3 separate regions of the Mus musculus genome follow, and all the other regions are linked to region 2. Evidence: chromatin contacts called from public promoter capture Hi-C data. All regions are on one chromosome and are shown on one strand. The core of a region is the stretch at or near the end of the contact, and the rest is flanking DNA. Distances in the headings are between cores, read along the strand shown. Region 1 holds the start of Pigc (phosphatidylinositol glycan anchor biosynthesis, class C). Region 2 holds the start of BC055324 (cDNA sequence BC055324). Region 3 holds the start of Pogk (pogo transposable element with KRAB domain).

The links. Promoter capture Hi-C pulls out the DNA fragments that hold promoters and counts their contacts.
Region 1: a promoter capture Hi-C map of liver shows a contact between it and region 2, with 2.9 times the contacts expected there. The contact joins the promoter of Pigc here to the promoter of BC055324 in region 2. A contact is called at or near these places in 3 of 39 promoter capture datasets (liver and pre-B cells) and 1 of 484 Hi-C or Micro-C datasets (uterus).
Region 3: a promoter capture Hi-C map of pre-B cells shows a contact between it and region 2, with 8 times the contacts expected there. The contact joins the promoter of Pogk here to the promoter of BC055324 in region 2. A contact is called at or near these places in 2 of 39 promoter capture datasets (liver and pre-B cells) and 1 of 484 Hi-C or Micro-C datasets (liver).

What each region holds. Positions count from the first base shown.
Region 1 is chr1:161,967,836-161,970,535 of GRCm38.p6, forward strand. Pigc (phosphatidylinositol glycan anchor biosynthesis, class C) reads left to right here and starts at 1,353. Exons shown (of 2, transcript NM_001039045.1): 1 at 1,353-1,444; 2 at 2,405-2,700. The coding sequence starts at 2,616. It overlaps 4930558K02Rik (RIKEN cDNA 4930558K02 gene), which reads right to left. Exons shown (of 7, transcript NM_001204904.1): 2 at 76-161.
Region 2 is chr1:163,993,488-163,996,187 of GRCm38.p6, forward strand. BC055324 (cDNA sequence BC055324) reads right to left here and starts at 1,309. Exons shown (of 24, transcript NM_201364.2): 1 at 1,123-1,309. The coding sequence starts at 1,233. It overlaps Mettl18 (methyltransferase like 18), which reads left to right and starts at 1,402. Exons shown (of 2, transcript NM_027279.3): 1 at 1,402-1,584; 2 at 2,427-2,700. The coding sequence starts at 2,625.
Region 3 is chr1:166,408,386-166,411,085 of GRCm38.p6, forward strand. Pogk (pogo transposable element with KRAB domain) reads right to left here and starts at 1,443. Exons shown (of 6, transcript NM_175170.4): 1 at 1,322-1,443; 2 at 613-946; 3 at 14-147. The coding sequence starts at 631.

The sequences.
Region 1 (2,700 bases), core at 103-2,602, 2.0 Mb before region 2:
TGCACCTCTCCACCTTAAGAGTACAACCACTGAGCTCTGCCTCGAAGGCTCTGTCCTCAGAAGCTGGGAAGTTACCTTCTGGGGATGCTCAGGATCAATGGTTTGTTTACCAGGCTGGCCTCACTCAGCCAAGGAATCTTGTCAAACTTTGGAACAAAAGCCTACAGAGAGAGAAATGGAAAGAGATCAGGTTGCAGAGTTTATCACACTTCCGAAGACTAAATCTTAAAGGGAGTCACAGGGCCAGAGAGATGCCTTGGTGGCTAACAGCACTCCTTCCTCTTGGAGAAAAGCCAGGTTTAGTTGACAGCACCCACAAGCCAGCTCATGACTGCCTGTAACTATAGCGGCAGGGGACCTAGCACCTTCTTCTGACCTCCACAGACACCTGGAGTCAGGAGCACATATGTAGACATAATTAAAAACAAAATATTAAAAAAAAGTTAAAATACTTGACCAGTGCTGGTATTACAATAAGCAAAGTAAGCTAACAGCAACCACACAGCAATCAATACATTGCAAACTATTTTAACACGAGAGTCCTCCAACCATTCCATAAGGTGGCCAAGAACAAATAAGCGCCTTCTTTCTTTTACAGACAAAGAATTCAAAGCCCAGATAGTGTGAATATGAATAAATGGGTTCATGCTTTCTGCCTCTGTGTCCACACTATTTAACAGTCTCTATATTTTAAATTCTTCGAGCTTCCATCTATTTATAAATCCTGTGACACTTCCAAGACCCCAGTTGAAAATCAGCAATCTCTCGTCCCAAAGGCTCTCCACCCTCATCTCTTTTAGGTGGCAAAGTCTAGGAAAGGATCCAGCTTTGGAGCCATCCACATTTGGATATTTCTGATCTACTTGCAATTACTAACCAGCTGCCTGACTTTGGTCAAAAACAAACTAATGATCGCATCGTCTCTGTGCAAGTCAACGCACAGGATGCTATGTGAGATCTGGGATCTCCCCGACTCCCCCCCCCTTTTTTTTTTTTTTTTTTTTTTTTTTTTTTTTTTTTGGTGAATACCAGAAGCCTGGTTTGGCACCTATAGGAGGAGGGTTTGGATGCATGGAAAGTCCCTTGGCTGAGAGCCTGTCAACACATGTCATGGTAACCTTGCAGTTACCAGTCTTCCACCAGCCCCGCGACTCTTCCTGCCTTCTCCTGCCTTCCACACCCTGTGAAGTAATTCCCACTGAGGGATTTGCTTCCCAGGCTTAGCATTCCACTAGGAGCAGATTGCCAGGAGAGGAGCAATCAGTAGAGGGCAGCAGTGACCTCGCGGTGTGGAGTCTCGGGGCGGGACGCTTTGGCCGCCGAGTGCTGCGGATCCGGAAGTGCTCCTCCACAGTAGTCCCCTTCCAAGCCGGCGTCCCGGATGTAGAAGTAGCTAGGCGGCCGCTCTTCTCGGTCGTGCACCCCCCTAAAGAGCTTGGTGCAGGTGGGTTCCGGCGTCCTTCGCTGTGAGCGCTTCCGGCTGATCCAAGGCTGGGGCGGGGGTCGGCAGCGGCGGGCGGGGCAGGCCGGTTGGGTGAGTGGTAGCCCAAGACCCTTCGCCGCCCGGTGACGGGGACCTTTCAAATCCCGAGGTCCCAGTGCGTGAGGGCCGACTCCAGGGTGTACGGCTTTTAAAGCAAAGGTCTATCCTAGCCTCCACGAAAAATACAGACGGTCCGGCAGGAAGTTCTTTCTCGAATTTGCTGAATGACCTCTGTGTTTACGACTGGGATGATTGTTTTCTTGATCCTGCGCTAGAGTTTTGCTGTTTCAGTTAATTAGGATGATATAGCACTTTAAAGGATAGTAAGTTCAGCTAATGAACAAAAAAGATTTGAGTTCTTGGTTTGGGCTAAAACTATAGAGAGATCATGCCCTTTTGTACGGTGCAGGTTATTGTCATTCGACCGATAACTTATTCAGATACCTTTGGGGACCTAGTAACGGCTATGGATGGATTCTGTCCCTATAAATTTGCGTAAGTTGCAAATATAATCATGCAAAAATAGTATAAACCTTAGAGTGTATGAATGCCCAAGTTAAGACTGGCTTAGAGAAGGACGACCAGAAGCAGAGACTTTGACACTAGACTTTTGTAGGAGGTCTGGCTCCACGCTGTTAGCCTGGGACCTAAATACTCTACTGTTTTGAAACTCAGATGTCTTATTAGGTAAACTCATAACTGGTATTAACTTGTAAGGCTGTGACAGTTAAAGAAGGTGCATAAGACATTTAACATTCTGAGTTAGATGCAGATATCAATTATTAAGACTACACTTTAAAATGTGAAGGCTTAATGCCGCATTATGTCACCAGACACAATTTATCTAGGCTTTCAGTAAGCCAAGTTGTTTTTTATTGTATCTGATGCCAGCTTCCATATATTTACAGTTCTCTCTTCTAGGAATTTAGCTGTGTTGTCCTGACCCTCAGGACAAACTCATCTAATGCAGGCTCAGCTTGTACTGAAGGCTTTGTAAACAAGGAAAGTTCTGTAGGGTATCAGCATGGCATTTCCAGAGAGTTCTTAATCTACAGATTTATCAAGAACCAGAACCCCATGGACGTCCCTGAGGGAGATTGAGCCAACCTGGATTTGAGGAAAGAATGAGATAATGTGTGCTCAACGTGTAACAGACACCCCAGAAGTCAAGTGGCAGAAGGTTTTATATGAGCGGCAGCCGTTCCCTGATAACTATG
Region 2 (2,700 bases), core at 59-2,558:
CTTACAGAAGAAAACCTGGAAATGAGATTTGCGTTTTCAGTAGGTAGCAAGGTAAGGTAGAAATGGTACTCTAAATGTAGTGTGGTACCTGTAATACTGAGGGGAGGGTAAATAACAGATATCTTCATTCCCTCTAAGCCTAGCAGTCTGAGACACACATTACATAAATAAACATCTTTTGAGTAGGAAAACAGTTGTTTCCAGGAGGAAATTCCATAAAAACAACCCTTCTCGTTGACACACAAAAATTCCAGCACTGCAAACTCAGGATTACTGCAAACCCAAGACCAGTCTGTTTTGTATAGCTAGTATCAGGCCAGTCAGGACTACCATCTAAAAAGCAAAATAATTCCATATCCACACACGGAGTACTTTAAAAACGGTCATCAGCACCACGTTGGATTTTGCTAATGTCTAAGGAATGACTTCAGTGTGAGAGAACTTAAGTTATACTATGAAACATCATTCGTGCAAGGTTTGAACTTTCACTAAATGTAATGGTATTTTCAGTTTTTGGAGGGGTGTGTGTGTGTCTGTTTCTGTGTGTGTAATTTTAAATAGAAGGTATGATCAAAATCATAAAATTAAAATCACCTTTTACATGAAGGGAGTCGACTTCCAATTACAAACACAAAAGCATTACATAATTATTCTTTGCACCTAACTCCACACAATTACAACTCGATTAAAGCCAATACCTGAAGCACCGCCTTGTAACTTAAAAGGGAAACGGGTTCGAAAGGGGAAAAGCATTTTTGTTTACAGACCATCCTTTGAAGATGTGGTACCACGGAAGAACTACAACTACATCCTTCAGCTCTCACGCTTCATCCAGATACTGAGCACCAGCGCGGGCATCTCCCACACTTAGGCAAGTGCGACCGACCGGGCAAACTTAGGAACAGAGAACTAAACTTAAGGCATGAGAGCACTCATCATTTTCAAACGCTCCAGTCGCAATCGTCCGACAATGCTAGGCGCGCCTAGCCCCTCAACCCACGGTTGTCCTCGTTCCCTTAACCATCACCTCGCAAAACAAAACAGAGTTCGAATCCCAGGCTGCCCGCGTCAGGGCGGAGCAGGCTCGCGACACACCCCCCGCTCAGCGCCCTCCAAGGATATGAGGAGCCGGGGCAGCACCGAAGGCAGCTCCCGACGGCACATCTCCTCCGACCAGCTGCTGAGTTCCTCCAGCACGACCCCGCTCGCCACCTCCGCATCGTCCTGCGACATTCTTTCGCCACCCCCGAGAGACGAACGAATCCGCACGACTCCCGCCACAGCTTGGAACGCCGTCCCAGCAGGCTTTGAGAGAGCTCCGCCCCCACCAAACCATAGAGAGGAGCACTCTCGCCCCCAAGCGTCGGGGCCCTCTCTAGCTATTGGAGGACTCATCTCGTTGGTGTTCGCCGTAGGCTGAAGGCGAGTTTCTCCGGTAGTTTGTTCGCCCTGGCGTCTGACTTTCCAATGCTGAGACCAGAAGTCCTCAGGTTTGCTATCCTCAGTCCGGGGGGACTTTGAGACGACGCGTAGTTTCAAGGGTGACCTGGGCTGAGGCCAGGAATGACTCTACTCCCCTGTGAGGTGCGTTCGAGAATAGGAATGATTTTACTGGCGTGCGTGCTTCCGTTCCTACGGCTCCTGCCAAGTGAACGGAGATCCCACCGTCCAGAAATGTGCAAATTAAAACGGGTGTTATGGTCTGGCATATTGCCGGAAATGTTTCTATACAATCGATTATACTTTCCACAGTCCTAGTCTTTATTCATCCCTCCAGTCACATAAGGTGTAGAACTACGTACACATAAATGTACCGTTTGGATGAGTTTGCACACACCAGATCACACACACCTGTGTGTGTTTGAAAATGGATACCCTACTTACCCAAATAAAACCTTAAACTGTTTTTGCGAGGCAGAGATGAAGGAACAAACCTGGATGCCACTGTGAACAAAGAGAAAATAATTACTGTAGATGCGTCAGAAATTTAGGAAGATGAAGGTGAAGATGCCTGAGCACAAGGCAACTAAAAGACCAGGCAGGAAGCTGGGCATGGTGGCGCACGCCTTTAATCCCAGCACTCGGGAGACAGAGGCAGGTGGATTTCTGAGTTCGAGGCCAGCCTGGTCTACAAAGTGAGTTCCAGAACAGCCAGGGCTATAGAGAAACCCTGTCTCGAAAAACCAAAAAAAAAAAAAAAAAAAAAAAGACCAGGCAGCAGGTAGCTAGGCTGTCCTGTCTACAAATCTTGGGGTTTATTGTTCTGGTGAAGGTGGTAGCTGCTATAGCTATTCTTTTGTTTGTCTTTATGTTTTATCTTCTACTTTTGAATACTTAAGGCATCTGTGCATTTTGCTAAATCGCATACACACAGCCTTTTTTTGTTTTTGTTTTTAAACATTTTCTTTTCCCCCTTCCCTTTCCAGGGCTGAACTGAAAAAGGATCAAAGGCGTCTAAAACGTCTTTGGAGCCCCCTCTGAATACATCTGATGGTGTATACGCAGCTAACAGACATTGGGCGCAACAGAACTAATCGACTGTGTGATCGGTTATGCCATTAAATTCTTTCTAGAAGCTGAAGCATCATCCTTTGGTAAAAAAACGGTGTGCATAGAAAAAGAGGATGGCCTTTCAATTCAATTTCAGCATAGAAGAAGATCTGGAAAATAAATTAACATCCCTCGATGATGGAACTTGTG
Region 3 (2,700 bases), core at 193-2,692, 2.4 Mb after region 2:
ACACTTTACTTACCCATGCGCCTTCTGAGCAGATTTGTACTTTCTGCATATCTATGGGGCCATCCTCCAACTCTTGGATCTCAACCTCTTCCTCCTTTTGCTCTTCTTTCAGGGTCAAATTCAGAGGGTAGGCCCGGGACTCCATTTCTGCATTCAAGAGTTAGCAGACAATCAGGTGTCAGTGGGAACTAGTCTGTGAGAGGGCGGCTCAGGCACACACACACACACACACACAAACCTGTTTAGGTCAAAGCACTGTCTGCTTCCAGCTGGAAGGAAGGGGTTCAGAAAGGTGGCTGGCTTATTTAATTATTACAGAGGCTGAGGGCAGATAATTTATCTGGCTAACTTCAAATATTTAAAGAGCCCCCTGTGGCACGGAGACCAGAGTAGTTTTCACAGAGCCTCTGTGCAGAAGGGCAGAACTTAGAACAGTGGGTAAATATCCCGGGAAGAGGTTTCAAACAGCTCAGTGATGGGCAGAAGTTCCCACTGCCAGGACTGTTTGAGCACGGAATCAGGACCAGAGGAGGGCGGTGCTGATTTGCTACCACATCAAAGTATCTCAGCCTAGATAGGAAATTTAAATAGTTAGCCCAAAATAGTTATCACCTGGGTTTTCCAGATTCATAGGCGCTGTCCACAAGCTACTTCAGAAACTTAACAGTTTTTCTGCCTCAAAGGACCTCCCAAAGCCAAGTCCATGATGCAGAGAGGGGCGTGCCTGGGTGGCAGAGGCCAACCCAAACCTGGCTGGACTTCTCCTCGCCTCTGGGTCGCAAATCCTCTCTATTCGAAGCCTCCTCAGGCTGGTACAAAGAGGTTCCCCAGAAGAGACTGCGGGCAGCTGCTGGGTATGCAGAGAGTGTGCATCTGTGAGCTCCATTTCCCGGGACTTCCCAAGCAAGGATCTTCCCGGAGTTCAGAGTCAGCTTCTTCAATGTTTCTGGGGTGGGTGGAGGCATGGGGAGGTAGGAACACTCGTGAGGTCACAGGAGTCCCGGGACCTGAACTTGGCCGCGGCCTGTGCCCAGCTGCGGGGCGGGTGGTGGGAGGGGCCGGCACGAAGGTGCTCGCCGCCGCCCTTGCCCGCTCCAGCCATCTTGTCCAACCCTCTCCCGCCACCCCCGCCCACCACTAAGGTCCTCGGTCCACCTGCGGGGCGGCGACAGCCCACGCCGCCTACCTCCCCGGCCGGCCCGCAACAAAGGCGGCGGCGGAGGCGACACTGCCACCGGCGGCCCCCGCCCCACCGTGGCCCAGCCTCCTCCGCCGGCCTCGAGGACGAGCCGCCCGGATCCCGCAGCCCGCGCGCACTCACCCCGGCCGAGCGGGCGGCGTCGCCGCAAAGGGCGACGAAGGCTGTGGCCCGGCATTCACCGCGCCATCGTCTCCACCGCTCCCGCCGCCCCAGCGCGGCCCCTCGGGAGGGAGCGAGGACACGTGGTGGGAGGGGAGGGGTGGGCGGAGCCCAGGGTGTTAGGGGCGGGCTAGGGGCGGTGACGTCAGCAGGTCTCGGCGGCGCTTCCGGCGACCTCGGTGCTTCGAGCCGCGTTAGCCCGGTGGCTGGCTCACTTGCGGCCGCCGAGGTGGGCATTTGCTCGGAGGAACACCGCAGCCTTTCCGCTCAGGCATCCAGAAATGCTCTGTGCGCGGAGGGGTGACCGGGCTCATCGTTCTTGTTCTGTCCAGAACGCTGATCCAAGCATACCAAGAAGCGAACTTGAAGATTTTTGTAGTATTGCCCTTTAACTCCCAAGCATGTAGTTTCCTGGGCGTAGTAGGTGTGAAGAAGTTTTTTCGAGTTGTTTGCCCACAGCTCTGTGGAGAATATAGCAACCATGTTCCAGGAGACCTCGAAAATCTTCTTATTTCAGAAAAAGATTCTACAGTCGGAGATCTGTTTGGACCTTGTTTAAACAAACACCACACACACACACACACACACACACACACACACACACACACACACACACACTTCATACTTATTGAAAATACTAAAAGATTGAGTTCAACTTGGGGGTTGGTGATTTATAGCCAAGGAGAGGAAGGGGTGTGGATGTCAAGAGTGTGGATAATTACTAAGAGGAATTATCAAAGATTGAGGGATTCTTGCTAAACCCACTAAACTGGATTCTGGTTGAAAGCAGACCAGGGTGATCAGATAACAAATGTGCTAAACTGACTTAGGATTCTTGCTTAAATAAGGCTGGGCAAGCAGAGGTGGGGGTGGGGAGCACGGCAGCAGAGGCAGCTCAGGAGAGGGTTCAAGAGCCTGTGGTTAAGAAAAGAATCGTTTTTAAAAATCAAAATATTATTTTAAGTAATATGTGCATGGGTATGTGCTTATGCCTGAAGGCTAGAGTCATGGGATACCACTGTGTTGGAGTTACAGGTAGCTGTGAGCTGCCTGATCGGGGTGCTGGAAACTAAGCTCTGATCCTCTTCAAGAGCAGTGCACTTAACACCCGAGCTGCCTTTACAGCCCCCAGGAGAAGCTGTTGTTAAACATTTTACTTTAAACTTATTGCTTCTGTTCACTAATGTGTGTGTAAGCACAAATGCCAAGGCATAGATGAGCTGTGCTTTTTAATACATATAGTACGACACAGAAGACTCACTCTTGAAATGTTGTTATGGCTGACAAGAGCAAAGAGCAATGATGGCTTAATCACTGCACAGAGATTATTGATATATTGA